Linked DNA regions of Mus musculus: region 2 is linked to region 1. The links are chromatin contacts, called in public ChIA-PET maps. All regions are on one chromosome and are shown on one strand. The core of a region is the stretch at or near the end of the contact, and the rest is flanking DNA. Distances in the headings are between cores, read along the strand shown.

What was found. ChIA-PET counts read pairs in DNA pulled down with a chosen protein or histone mark.
Region 2: an RNA polymerase II ChIA-PET map of memory CD8 T cells shows a contact between it and region 1, with 3 times the contacts expected there. The contact joins two enhancer-like sites. A contact is called at or near these places in 4 of 15 datasets of contacts at CTCF or cohesin (the NIH/3T3 cell line, embryonic stem cells, large pre-B cells and 1 more), 84 of 484 Hi-C or Micro-C datasets (the 3T3-L1 cell line, the 63-12 cell line, the AML12 cell line and 55 more), 6 of 115 datasets of contacts at active chromatin or transcription factors (CD8 T cells, DN3 thymocytes, T-cell acute lymphoblastic leukemia and 3 more) and 1 of 9 other capture datasets (bone marrow-derived macrophages).

Annotation. Positions count from the first base shown.
Region 1 is chr1:106,511,278-106,518,113 of GRCm38.p6, forward strand. No RefSeq gene overlaps it. Among named protein-coding and RNA genes, the nearest start is that of Gm41928, 8.9 kb to the right of the region's middle. Within about 2 kb of position 4,479, at least 85 of the 459 cell types and tissues checked have an H3K27ac peak or open chromatin away from gene starts, as enhancers often do. A contact at or near this core is called in CD8 T cells, T-cell acute lymphoblastic leukemia, Th2 cells and 2 more, where this site is marked.
Region 2 is chr1:106,425,196-106,432,031 of GRCm38.p6, forward strand. No RefSeq gene overlaps it. Among named protein-coding and RNA genes, the nearest start is that of Gm41928, 95 kb to the right of the region's middle. Within about 2 kb of position 3,271, at least 33 of the 459 cell types and tissues checked have an H3K27ac peak or open chromatin away from gene starts, as enhancers often do. A contact at or near this core is called in CD8 T cells, T-cell acute lymphoblastic leukemia, Th2 cells and 2 more, where this site is marked.

The DNA of each region.
Region 1 (6,836 bases), core at 3,229-5,728:
AGTGGTATTAGGCAAAGAACATGTAATACCCAAGATACAGTTCACAGATGACATGAAGCTCAAGAGGAAGGAAGACCAAAGAGTGGATGTTTCAGTCCTACTTAGAAGGGGGAATCAAAATAATCAAGGGAAGTAGAGGAAAAGAAGAAATGTCCTAAGATTATTTTTAGTTCTTTTATGTGTTTTTTCCTTAATAGAAAAGAATATCAGGATGTTTTTGTTTGCTTAAGATAGGAGCATGATACTTTAAAGGAGACATATGCTGTCCATATATGTCTGCTTCCAACACTTGAAGAGTAGAACAGTTGTTAAATAAGCCTCGAGTCCTGTTTAGTATCTATGACCAGCCGTTTCCCTTTGAACAGACACCTGAACCCTCGTTTTGATGTCCTGGAGTTACACCCTTGACTGATCTCTTTATAGGCCAGTCTCACTGAGCATTCACTGTGAGCAAGCTGAGCCCTGAAATGAGTGCTTCACTGTGAATTCCTGCAGGGGGCGCAGATGGACTGAAAGCGAGGCATCCTGCAGTGGGCAGTGTGAAGTCAAGTTCCTCTTCCAACAGTGTCATGGTTTCAACTTTGGTAGCTTCCCTCTCCCGCTGTGGATATAATTTCCACTTCACATATTGTGTCACCCAGACTGAGTGTACTTTCAGTCATGATACTAACTTCAGTGAAGGGCATGTATGTATGCTGAATGTAAGGTCTGAGTTGCTGGCAGAGACCCTTCTCTTAGTAAGAAATTTATGAGCACAGAGATTTGTTCCTCTATCGAGACACTGCTGACTTACATGTCCCCAAGCAACTGGCAGGTCAATTAGAGGACCTTGTATGTTTAGTTCAGCACCTGACTTTTAACAAATCACCAGCTATCTTTATTAAATAAAGTATGTGTATTAGCTACTAGAAGCAGCTAATCATGTGATCCAGACACAGTGAATGGTTATTAGGGGTGCTGCATTCTGGGTTAATCTATCTTAGTTTTGTTTTGGGTTTGCTTGTTTGGATTTTTAAATTGCATTCAGTTACATTTACTTATTGATATACTTATGTATTTATGTATCTTCCTACTGGGAATTGAACCCAGGTACTTCAGCAGACTTAGCATGTATGCTGCCACTGAACCTCATCCCCAGACCCCTGTTTTACTTTTTAAAAATTTGAGCCGGGTGGTGGTGGCACATGCCTTTAATCCCAGCACTTGGGAGGCAGAGGCAGGAGGATTTCTGAGTTCGAGGCCAACCTGGTCTACAACCTGGTCAACCTGGTCTACACTACAAAGTGAGTTACAGGACAGCCAGGGCTACACAGAGAAACCCTGTCTTGTTTTAAAAAAAAAAATGAGATCTTGTTGCACTAATTATCCAACCTGGCATTGAACTCTGTTGTGCAGGCTAGCCTTGAACTTGTCATCTGCCTGTCTTAGCCTCTTAAGCAGTTGGGATACAGATCTGTGCCTCCAGGCCTGGCCTTACCTATCATACTGTTTTCCGGGGGGTGAGGGACTTCCACCTGCCTAGCTTTGCTAGCCATAATGGCAACCACCAAGAAAGAACACACCAAAGGGTGACATCTCTGAACACTCAGGGATTCCATCTATGGGAGCCAGCCACTTCTGGGTGCGATGGCCTGGCTCTGACTCTGACAGCCTTCAGGGAATGTCAGGCATTTACTTGGTATTTGGGACAAAAATAAATAAATAAACACATGAGTTGAGAAGCAGATAGGCCTCTAAGACTAACAATGTTTTGTCTAAATTCTAACATAAAATACTTATTAGCGCTTTCTCCCTTCTTTAAGGCAGAACATAGATTTAAAATTCTGCATAATCCCACCCAAGGAAGACTGTAAGAAGAGCTCACAGTTCCGCAGTGTAGCTTGCATTACTTCTAACAAGGTTTGGGTCTCAGGTGACACTAAAGGTGACTATGGAGGTATATGTACAAGGAAGCCATCTTATAATTAATTGGTTAGATTTAGGAATTTAACTGCAAAAAGCTTCAAAGTTTCTATGAGAAAAAAAATAATACTACAAACAAGTAGAGATGTGGTATATGATACACATTAGAGCCAAAGGGATAATTCCTTCCTATACAAAGAGCTCTGTAAAGTGAACAAAACAACAAAGAACCCAGTGGAATGCTGTTAAACCAGTTTTACATTTACCCTTTGATTTAATTTACTTGTGATTTTCATGCAGTTTTATTTTATGTGGCTAAAGCCCCATGCTTTCTATTACATGGTTGGATAGCCTGGTTCACACACACACACAAAAAAAAATCAAGTACTGAATTCTGTGCTACCATAGGCTTTGGGAGGAGGGGGAGGGTCTGTCCTGCTTTCTTATACCTATTGGATAAAGAGCTTTTCTGCCTGCCTTTCCTGGAGGGAGGAAGCCCGCTGTGACTAAGTGGACTTACATAACTAACTGCTGACTGACAGTGGTCCTCACTTCCGAGACTCACAGAAATGACATCCTTTGACATCCCAGGGCCACACCCATAAACAGGTCCCCATTCCGAAGTATATAGGTTTAACAGTACTTTCTGACCCATCTGTGATGTCTTTTTTTCTCAAAGTACGCTCACATTTTCCTAAATAATTAGCTAGTTAATCCCAGTTCCATTTTGTGAGTGGTCTTTCCATTCCCCACTGATGTGTGGCATAAACATTATCATGCATTAAATACTCATGCATGCTAAAAATAAAAAGTCATCTCAGCTCAGCGTTGTACATTAATCTGAGGCACTCAGAGGTAGTGTTTGTGAAATTGGAATGTCCTTCCTCTCCTGTCCTCCCCAGAGACAGAAAACAGAGGGAAGGAAGCCAGGCAAACATTAAACAACGTTGGCTGTGCTGGATCGTGTTTATGCCAGGAAAAAAAAAAAAAAAAAAAAAAAAAAAAACAGAATAAGATTGCATGATTTAAAGACTATTATGCCGCTGAAAGAACCTAAAAAATGAGCTGCTCTCTCTTTGGTACTTACTCCACACCCAGCTCTGTGAGAACAGTTTCGTGATGCTGTCAGTCCCATGACCACCCATGATGAGGTGTTTTGTACCATTGCCTTGATTTTAGACCTGAGAATGTGTGGCTTCTCCTACGTCTGTCAGAAGGGAGCCTCCCCAAGATGCAGCAAACCCAGCCAGTCAGCGAGGCACTGTGATGGTTCTTTGTCTGAGCTATTCTTCTCAACAAAGACATCAGACAATGACAAGCACAACAAAGACAATCCTGGTAGAGCAACAATGGGGCTGGGATGTAAAATGATGCACCCAGGCATTTCTGTGGGTCTCAGAAGTGAGGACCACTGTCAGTCAGCAGTTAGTTATGTAAGCCCTGAAGTCACAGCAGCCTTCCTCCCTCCAGGAAAGGCAGGCAGAAAGCTCTTCATCCAATAGGCTTAAGAAGGCAGGACAGAACCTTCCCATCCCCCTGAAACCCCATGGTAGCCCAGATAATTCAGTACTTGAATTTTTGTTAAACCTACTTCTCTTAATTATGTTTCTATTGCTGGGATAAACACCACAAATAAAAGCAGTTTTCGGAGGAAACCGGCTGATGGTCCATCATGAAGAGAACTCGGCACAGGAGCTCAAGGTAAGAACCTAGAATCAGGAACCGAAGCAGAGGCCATGAAGGAACATTGCTTACTGGCTTGTTTCCCATGGCTTGCTCGGCTCACTCTCTCTTATGTTTCACACCCACCTGCACAGGGGTGACACTGCCCCTACGAGGCTGGGCTCTCCCACATCAATCATTAATTAGGAAAATGGCTCACAGGCTTGCCTCCAGGCCAAGGTGATGAAAGCATCTTCTCACCCACGGTTCCTTCTTTCTAATGATGTCTAGATTAATGTCGGATTGACAAAAACCAACATGCACACTAGTAGACTTTTGGGGTGTTTACATTGCTTAGAACTAACTATTCATTTACCTGTTATTTGTTGATTGTCTCCACAGTCCAACCAGAGGCCATACTGTGGAGACATATGGTAAGGTCCTCAAATGACCCTGGGACACACACAGGTCCAAGTCAAGGCTATGGGAAGTATTATGAAGGCAACATGGATCCTGGCTGTCAAGGGCCACGTTCTTTCTGAGTTTAGGGTTCTGTTGGTAGTACAGAAGAAGCATGCCAGGGATTTAGGTCACATATTGAGAATCTTATGACTCTGAAGCCTACTTTGTTACTTCCTTCCATCTAAGTACTAGTTAGGCTCAACGCTGCCCAGCTTCCAAGCCCAGTATGTTCAGAGTGGCTGGGCTGCCCTAGACTTATAATGCTGGCTGGCTGTACAGTAAGCACAGCCTCTCTCACCTCTTGGTATTCCTGCATAGCCACCCCCTCCGTATCCCTGCACAGACCTCCCCTCCCCCCCCCGTCAGTATCCCTGCACAGCCTCCCCCACCCTCAGTATCCATGCCAACCCCAGAGATGAGTGATTTGCTCCAGTTTTGTCAGTTCAAACCACATCCTGCCCATTTCCACTTTCCACAACCGGCTCATGACACCGGTGACTCTAAGATGTGGCAGGCTTCTGGGCCAAGAAACAGCAGAGATCTGTTTCGCAGAAGTGAAAATCATCTAGTGGTCACCCATCAGGTAAGCTTTCCCTCCCCAAGTCCCCCATCTGCAGATGAGGCTGACACTCAGCCTGCGGTCACCAACTTAACCATAGCTTTCCCCTAAAGGAAAGTTAAGCCTGAGGCAGGAAGGTCAGTGGTGCACTCACGAAGGAGCTACACTCATCTGGTTCAAGGCCTGAAGCCAAGAATGTAGCCTCCCATAGTTGGTAAGGACACAAAGAGAGCATCTCTTCACTTTACAGATGGGGGTGGGGGGAGTTAGTTCAGGGGCCAGACTGATAGAGGCAGAAGCTAAGCTGGAACCTCAGTCAAGTTCACTCAAAGACAATCAGTTTGGCCCAGGTCTGTGAGTTATCATTGAACTGAGGAGTTAGGTGACCAAACGATGCATCTCATAGCTGGACACTGTCTATTAAAAGCCAGCAGAAGGGCAGTTACTAGTTTAGCAAACAGCACAGAAGTCATGCTTAAGGTGTTAGGTGATCAAGGACACCAATACAAATAAACATTTTAAGGCCGGGTAGGGTGGCACACACCTGGACGTCCTGGCAATGAGGAGGTGAGGACGGGAGGATCATGAGTTCAAAGGTAAAATGAGCCATCTATCAAAAGTGTACCTTTAAAAATCAAAATAGAAATCAGAATAAATAATTTGAAGGAATTTAACACTTGAAGTGGAAGAAAAAGAGGAGGATGGGGAGACAGAAAGCAGAAGAGGAGAGGCAGGAGATGACAAGATGCAACACTCAGGAGGTCATTCTGGGCTAAAGAGGTGGCTCAGTGGCTTTTCCAGAGGATTCAGGTTAGCTTCCCAGTACCCATGTCAGGTGGCCTCACAGCCAGCTCAAGTCCACAGACATGAGACCAGACACCCTCTTCTAGCCTCAGTAGACATCTGCATACATCTACAAATACCTTTATACTCTCTCTCTCTCTCTCTCTCTCTTTCTCTCTCTCTCTCTCTCACACACACACACACACACACACACACACACACACACAGACAATTTACAATTTTTAAATAAATAAGTCAATTAAAAAGTTGTCAAAGAAGTCATCATGAAAAATAGACCTTTGAAGAATTCTTAATCCTATGATTTGAAGGAGGCGGGTGCTAGGAATGAAACTCATGGCCTTGTCCATGTTAGGCAAAAGCTCTACCACTGAGCAGTTGTTCAGCCCCTTTGCAATTGTTAAATGCATTCGAGCAAGCACTGCCATCTTCTGAATGTTCCGGGAAGAAAACCAATCAATAGTTTGGAAGAACTGTAGCCTCAATCAAGCTTGGGATGTTGGAATCCACAAGACCAGGGATGACCTAGATGGCCAAATGGTCTCCAAATATACAGCCATGACCCCTTGTCCAACAGGCAGTCCAGGCTGGTGAACATACAGGGCCTGTCTCTATGCACACTGACCACAATAAATATTGATTTTCACCAGTGCTGGGTTTCCTTATCTTTCAAGGGTGTGATATGGCCCCTAACTGCTTAACTTATTAACTTGGCTTTCCATTCCCATTGAAAAGCAGAGGACAAAGCAGAACTGTAAGGGGCATGCTTGAGTGTGTGTGCACATGCATGTGTGTATGTAGATGCCTGCATGTGTTATGTGTTTGTGTGCATGTGTTGTGTGTTTGTGTTCATGTGTTGTGTGTTTCGGTGTGCATGTGAGTGTTGTGTGTGTTCATGGCCTCTCAGTGGTATCTTGAGAGTTTAACTTGGACATGGAAGGGCCTCCTACAGAAAACTGCTGTAGGAACTCATTCCATTTAAGTACATAACCTGCAAACATCCTATACCAAGTTGGGCCTGGCCCTGAGCCTGGGCTAATTTCAGCTCCATTGTGGGGAGACCAGCTCTGCCGTCGGTTTAACTGCCAGCCCAGATAAGCAGCAGTGTGCTGAGAACCATAGGTTGCACAACCAACCACTGTGCCAACCTAGGGAAAAAAGACTCTGCAGTCCCTTCGGTCACAAATGGATTTCATTTCTGCCTCCGTCTACTCCTCTCCCTGTCCTATTTTTAGTGCTCAAGTTGGTTTTAGTTAGGCTCTGGTTGGTATGGAGGGGAGGGTGGTGGGTACTGTTCCCCCTCTAGGCATGCAGGCATCAGCCTGGTATCTGCCCCCTGGCTTCCTTTCAGAGGCCAGGATGTGCAGAGTGGTTACACACTCCTGCCAGGGCTGGGTGCCCACGAAAGCCAAGGCCTTGCCCATTTGTGATGAGCAGATGAGCGGTGGGG
Region 2 (6,836 bases), core at 2,021-4,520, 87 kb before region 1:
ATGCTCAGAATTCATTCCATTTCCTCACAGGTTGTACAGATTTAAGAAAGTGTTTGGTTGTGAGCAACAATAAAAGCAAGAAATGAGGAAAGTTGTCTTTGAGTCCTGGAACAGGCGCTTACAATTCATCACAAAGCCACTAGGGGTCAGAGTACGATAGCTGTTTCAAACCGTGAAAACACACAGCAAAGCAGTTTATTCCGTAAAGAGAAAAGAAAAACCCAAAGTGGCTTTGCCAAAATAAAAGCAAAAATATAATATTTTAAGCTATCCTATATTTACACCAATAAAGCTCATTGATTATCAGGTGTGGCTCTACTTTTGCTGTGTTTTGTGAGACGAGGTCCCATGCAGCTCAGGCTGGCTATGTGACTGGAAATGACCAACTCCTGATGCTCTTGCCCCCACTCCCCATGTACTGGGATTTCAGATGTGCACCCTCACATCTGGATGTGACTTTGTTTTTAACTTGAAAGTCAGTGAATCAAAATGCAATTCAAACCTATTATTGTGCATTTCCAGCTTGGCCACTAGAGTGTGTAAATGCAGGTATGTGATGGTCACGGCCCTCAGAAAATGTGTGGCTGAGACAGGAGAGCAAGCAGACAGGAGGCATTCGAACTTGACAGTGCTCTGCCCTTGTTTGCTGTCATATGACTTTAGAAGATTCTAAACCTTCGTGTACCCAAGAAAACTGGCTTCCAGCTCAGCCTTGTTGTGGCTTCAGAAACATTTGAAATTGTTGCTATATGATCTTTTCCATTGGATCATTCCTGGCTCACACAGTGGAGAGAGATGATAATGTCATAACCACCTAGCTGCCAGGTACAGTGGAAAAAGCAGCCGGCAGGTCCCAGCTGGTGCGGCCTTTTAGCATCTTATCAGAGAAGTATTTGATGTGTTCATCCTGTGCATTGGATTGAAGTAACTTTTGGCTAACAGAGTCCACACTTCCCAAGCCCTATGGGATAAAGATGAAAGATGACAGTCAACAACAACAACAAAAAATGTTACAGAACAGGTTTCTCCTGGTTCATTTTTCCAAAAAATATTTATGAACGCTGAGCTCCACCTGTGGCATCCTACGGGCTTCAAAGATCTGTCAAAGAAATAAGACTCTGAAGCTTCAGGACAGTGGGATCTGTGACAGTTGTGAGGGGAGGCCAGGCAGAGGAGGCCAGGCAGAGGGAGAGGAGTCTCCACCACAGAAGGACTAGAGGAGCTGACACGGAGGCTTCAGTTACCTTGACTATGTCCGGGCATCCGGCAATAACACAACTACAATGATTATGCACTTCTGTGATCCACTGTGTCCTGTGTTCCTACAGAAAACAAGACAGAACAAAACAGGAGCATTCCTGTTGAACCCAGCTTAGAACAACACTAGCAAACATAAAAGGGTGTGTCCCATGCTGAGGGTAAGTCCATATTCACACCCACGAGTCATCTTCGGAGAGAAAAACACTCAGGCAAGAGGCCATAGCTGTTAAAACCAATAAAAGATGGAACCAGTGAGGGTAAATGTGACTTGTATTTGAAGAAAACCAAAATAGAATGTCTGGAAACAACAAAAACAAAACAAAACAAAAAAACAAAAACAAAAAACGGGGCTATTTGAACTGCTTCAGGGCTGGGGGTTGGCTAAGCCACTGTTTAGATAGATACAGCTGAGTTTGAAGGCTGGAAGATAGAACCAAGTGGGGATTTGTTACACATGAACGATAGAAAGATCATTATACTCCTGATAGGAATTCAAGAGAGTGGAAAGAGATAGTGTCAAGCCTCAGAAATATAATAAATAAGGTATTTTTAGGATAATTCCTCAGCTCCAAGCAGTAGGGACTCTTGAAAGAGAAACAATGTCATACCCAGACACAAAAACGTAAACCTGCATCTCCTGGGTGGATATGTGGATTAGAGAGAGGGATGAGGGGATTCATGCACAGAGAGAATGGCTGTGTTCTCAGTCTGACAGAAGTTCTCAGAAGCAAAGCACAAACCAACAATGTAACCCCAGTGTAGGCTTCAAAACCCAGCAAGGGGCTGGTGAGATGGCTCCACATGTACAGGTGCCTGTCACCAAGCCAACAACCGGAGTTAAGTCCCTAGGGCCCTCATGATGGAGAGAACTGACTCCCTCAGAGAATTCTCTGATGACTTCCGGTGTGGGTGTGTGCACACTGCGCCCACCTTCATCCTAAGCCCAACACACAAGTCATTCAAAAGTAAAATACGTTCAAGACCAGCCTGGTCTACATAGAGAGTTCCAGGATAGCCAAGTCTACAGAGAGAAACCCTGCCTCACAGGAGAAATTAAAAAAAACTCTTCAGGAAAAGGAACTTCTGGGAGCAGCCTCTACCCATGACTGACAGGACTCGGTATCGATATACTTCATCTTCCAGTTCCTGAGGCACAGGCAGCGTGAGCTCACCAGCTTCTGGCACACTGGCTGACTGCATTCCCTGACATTATTTCCCCAGAGTCTTCGTGTCTCCTGGCTTCATCTCTGGAATCACTCTGAAATCTCTCTCATTCAGAGGGGAAAAAGATCCCCAAAATAGGTATTTTCCTCCAACAGTGGGACACGGTCTTCAATCAAACAAAAATTAAGAGTTTAATCAGGTCTTCCAACCCCTCCACCCAAATACTTGGAAGAAAACAAAAGCAGGCAGAATGTAAAGGTCTGAGTGGGATACGTGTACCCTCTGCTGCCTGCAGTACTTTTTACCCCCAACTCCTGCCTCATAGGAGGAAAGTGGTGAGAGGATGCTGCTGGATGTCTAGTCATCCCACTAATCTCCACCCTGATCCCGACTGGCCGACGTCCCTGTTTCTCACTCTCCAGAGGGTCCCCCAACTCTGTAGAAAGAACAAGCTCCAGGAGAGTTCATCCATTTCCCCAGAGCCCCACCCACCTTCCCAACCATGTCCCCCAGTTGGAGGCAAACAACTATCTTTGGGATTCTCCACCCCCTCTGAATTAGTTTCCAGAGATGAACCCAGAATATGCTATAAGACTATGGGGATGTAATGCTGGGGAGAGAAGTCAGCCAACGTGCCAGAAACTGAAGCATGCTATGCCTGTCTCCGAGGAACTGGGAGCTGAGGTATCAATGCCTGTCAATCATGGGTGGAGGCCGCTCCCCGGACTTCCATTTCCTGGCACTTTGACCAGATGTACAGGTGGCAAAGGAGCCGCAGAGTAACAAAAGGTTCTCAGAACGAGAAACAAGGCACCAGCTGTTGGCAGTGAAGCCGGCCAACACTAAACGGGGAGGGTGGGTATGTGGGCAGGCTCTGGCAGTGTCTGCTGTAGCCCTTCAGTTCTCCTCTCAGGAGATGTCCCTTCACAGATAAACACCCCCTTCAAACTGATGACTGTCTCACTCATAGAGAGTGGGTGATTTTATGTTGCCTGTGAGCATTTTCTTACTGAGTCCCTGGCCCCAGCTCTGTGACAAATATTACAAGGGGCCATGGTAGAGAATCTCACTGTTATGAAGGTGATATCTATAAACATCAAGGCATGCCATCTGGCAGTGCCGATGGCCCGGCAGGCAGTCCAGCGAGGAGCCACACATCCTGCAAACTATGAAGTTACAGCTGTTGCTAGACCCAGCAGGTGAGAAGGCTGTGGAAGCAGGAAGTACAAGCCCTTAAACTTGTTGCTGAGAAATACAGAGGAGGGGAGCGCACCTTTCTCATACTGATATTTGCCAAGATTTGAGCACTATAAAAAGAGACAGAAAGGGACAGAATTAGAAGCACACCTTTGCCACTCCTAAAATAAGTTGGAATAAAAAGCTTTCAAGAATGACGGGGAAAATGTGGGGTGGATAGCCCCACATGCTCTAATTTAGCCTGGGTTGTAGCCACAGCGGGTGACCTGTCCCATCCCACTGATAATGAGCCAATTTGCTTTTTCTTTTGTTCATTTTTATGGTCTACAATTTTACTTCCAGTGTGCAGTCCTTTGTTAGGTCCCTAACAAAGCTTGGACATTCATTATTTGGAAAAAAAAAAATGTCCTGACCCTTGCTTCTTCTCACTTTAGCTTCCTCTCACTCTGAGGCAAACCTCTGGGAAAGCATGCCTCTATCTCAGTGGTTGTTAATGAAGCCACCATAGCTGCTATGACAGACAAGCCTCTCTACCTTAGGAAAAAGAATTATGTCAGGAACCACTCTGTCCCTAGACAGGCTTACCAATCTTATTAAATATCTATTTTAGCTTTATCTATCTGTTCCATGTAACCCATTCCTTTATTACTCGACAATCATTACATCACATCCACCAGCCAGCCAGAGCTATCCCACCCATGTGTCATGACTTAGCATCACCATCCATCCATGTAGCCAGCCTGACACAACACACTCTTCTCCCTTCTCTACTCCCCATACCTCTACCCCCTCTCCGTCTCTCCGTTTCTCTCTCTCTCTCTGTGTCTGTCTGTCTGTCTATCTGTCTGTCTGTCTAATTGAGTTTCTTGGAGATAAAATACTGAACTAAGGTTTGAGGTAAAATCACTTTACTTCCAAGGGGTCGAGGATTTCATGGCATTCTTAGAACTTTATTTTTTTTTATTAGGTATTCATTACATTTCCAATGCTATCCCAAAAGTCCCCCACACCCTCCCCCACCCACCCACTCCCACTTCTTGGCCCTGGCGTTCCTCTGTACTGAGGCAGATAAAGTTTGCAAGTCCAATGGGCCTTTCTTTCCACTGATGGCGGAGTAGGACAACTTCTGACACATATGCAGCTAGAGACACGAGCTCTGGGGGGGGGGGGGGTACTGGTTAGTTCATATTGTTGTTCCACCTATAGGGTTGCAGATCACTTCAGCTCCTTGGGTACTTTCTCTAGCTCCTCCATTGGGGCCCTGTGATCCATCCAATAGCTGTCTGTGAGCATCCACTTCTGTGTTTGCTAGGCCCTGGCATAGTCTCACAACAGACACCTATATCAGGGTCCTTTCAGCAAAATCTTGCTAGTGTATGCAATGGTGTCAGCGTTTGGAGGCTGATTATGGGATGGATCACTGGGTATGGCAGTCTTTAGATGGTCCATCCTTTCATCTCAGCTCCAAACTTTGTCTCTGTAATTCCTTCCATGGGTGTTTTGTTCCCAATTCTAAGAAGGGGCAAAGTATCCACACTTTGGTCTTTGTTCTTCTTGAGTTTGTTTCATGTGTTTCACAAATCGTATCTTTTAGATATTCTAAGTTTCTGGGCTTAATATCCACTTATCAGTGAGTACATACCATGTGAGTTTTTTTGTGATTGGGTTACCTCACTCAGGATGATGCCCTCCAGGTCCATCCATTTGCCTAGGAATTTCATAAATGCATTCTTTTTAATAGCTGAGTAGTACTCCATTGTGTAAATGTACCACATTTTCTGTATCCATTCCTCTGTTGAGGGGCATCTGGGTTCTTTCCAGCTTCTGGCTATTATAAATAAGACTGCTATGAACATAGTGGAGCATGTGTCCTTATTACCACTTGAAACATCTTCTGGATATATGCCCAGGAGAGGTATTGCGGGATCCTCAGGTAATACTATGTCCAATTTTCTGAGGAACCTCCAGACTGATTTCCAGAGTGGTTGTACAAGCTTGCAATCTCACCAAAAATGGAGGAGTGTTCCTCTTTCTCCACATCCTCGCCAGCATCTGCTGTCACCTGAATTTTTGACCTTAGTCATTCTGACTGGTGTGAGATAGAATCACAGGGTTGTTTTGATTTGCATTTCCCTGATGATTAAGGATGTTGAACATTTTTTCAGGTACTTCTCAGCCATTCGGTATTCCTCAGGTGAGAATTCTTTGTTTACCTCTGAGCCCCATTTTTTGATGGTCTCCATTCTTGCATGGAGACTGTTGCCCATATAGGAAACACTGAGGGGCAGAAGGTGAGTTGCTTCTTTTCATTTGGGTGGAAATTATTTTCTCAAGAGAAATTTGCCAGTTTTCCCACATTTGGTTGCACGCACTCTCAGGAGGGAGAATGAAACTTGGACTCTCAGGAATGCTAGTGCAGTTGAGCGGGGGGCCAGCATCTTTCTGAGAACTACCTTCTCTCGCTCTTCCTTCTGGAGGTTTTCATGGGTGTCACAATGAGCTTAATCACTTTCTGGAGGATTCTGAGGATTGCATGCACTAGCAGTGGGTGATCCTAGTTGTTCTCTGACACACAGTCTAAGTCAAAGTCAAACTCACTTGATTCTAACCACTCAGGCTTTCCTAGGCCTGCCCACATTCCTGAATAATGATACGGAGGCTTACTTACTTATGAATTAATTCCTAGGCTACAACCTAGGCTTGCTCCCTTACTAGGTTAGTTTACGTTAACCATTTATACTATTTATTGTATGGCTGCTTAGTTACTTCTCAGTCTTATACGTCCAACAAATCTTATTCCCCCAAGTCGTGGTGGTGAATCATCTTGCCTGACTCTTTTCCATAGTTCCTATCTCTCTTGGAACTCTTGCCTGTTCTCTCTTTCCCAGCTATAGGCCATTTAGCAATTTATTGACAGGTGATGTTTCATCACAGTGCACAAGACATTATCCCTACACCTCCCCCTTTTAGTCCAATAAAAGGCTCTTTCTTTAACATCAATAAACTATATACAATACGAACAATTATAAAAACTATCAGGTAAGAGTTACATTCATAATGTCCAGTTCTTTGGCAAACTTGGAGAAAGTACTTTATTGACTATTCTATTTTGATGAGACCAAAGTTCTGAACCTGATTCACTTTCTATCATAACTTGCATTTATCAACCTAAAAATATCTTCTTAGACCTTAAATTATTTCTTAAATCCTAAACA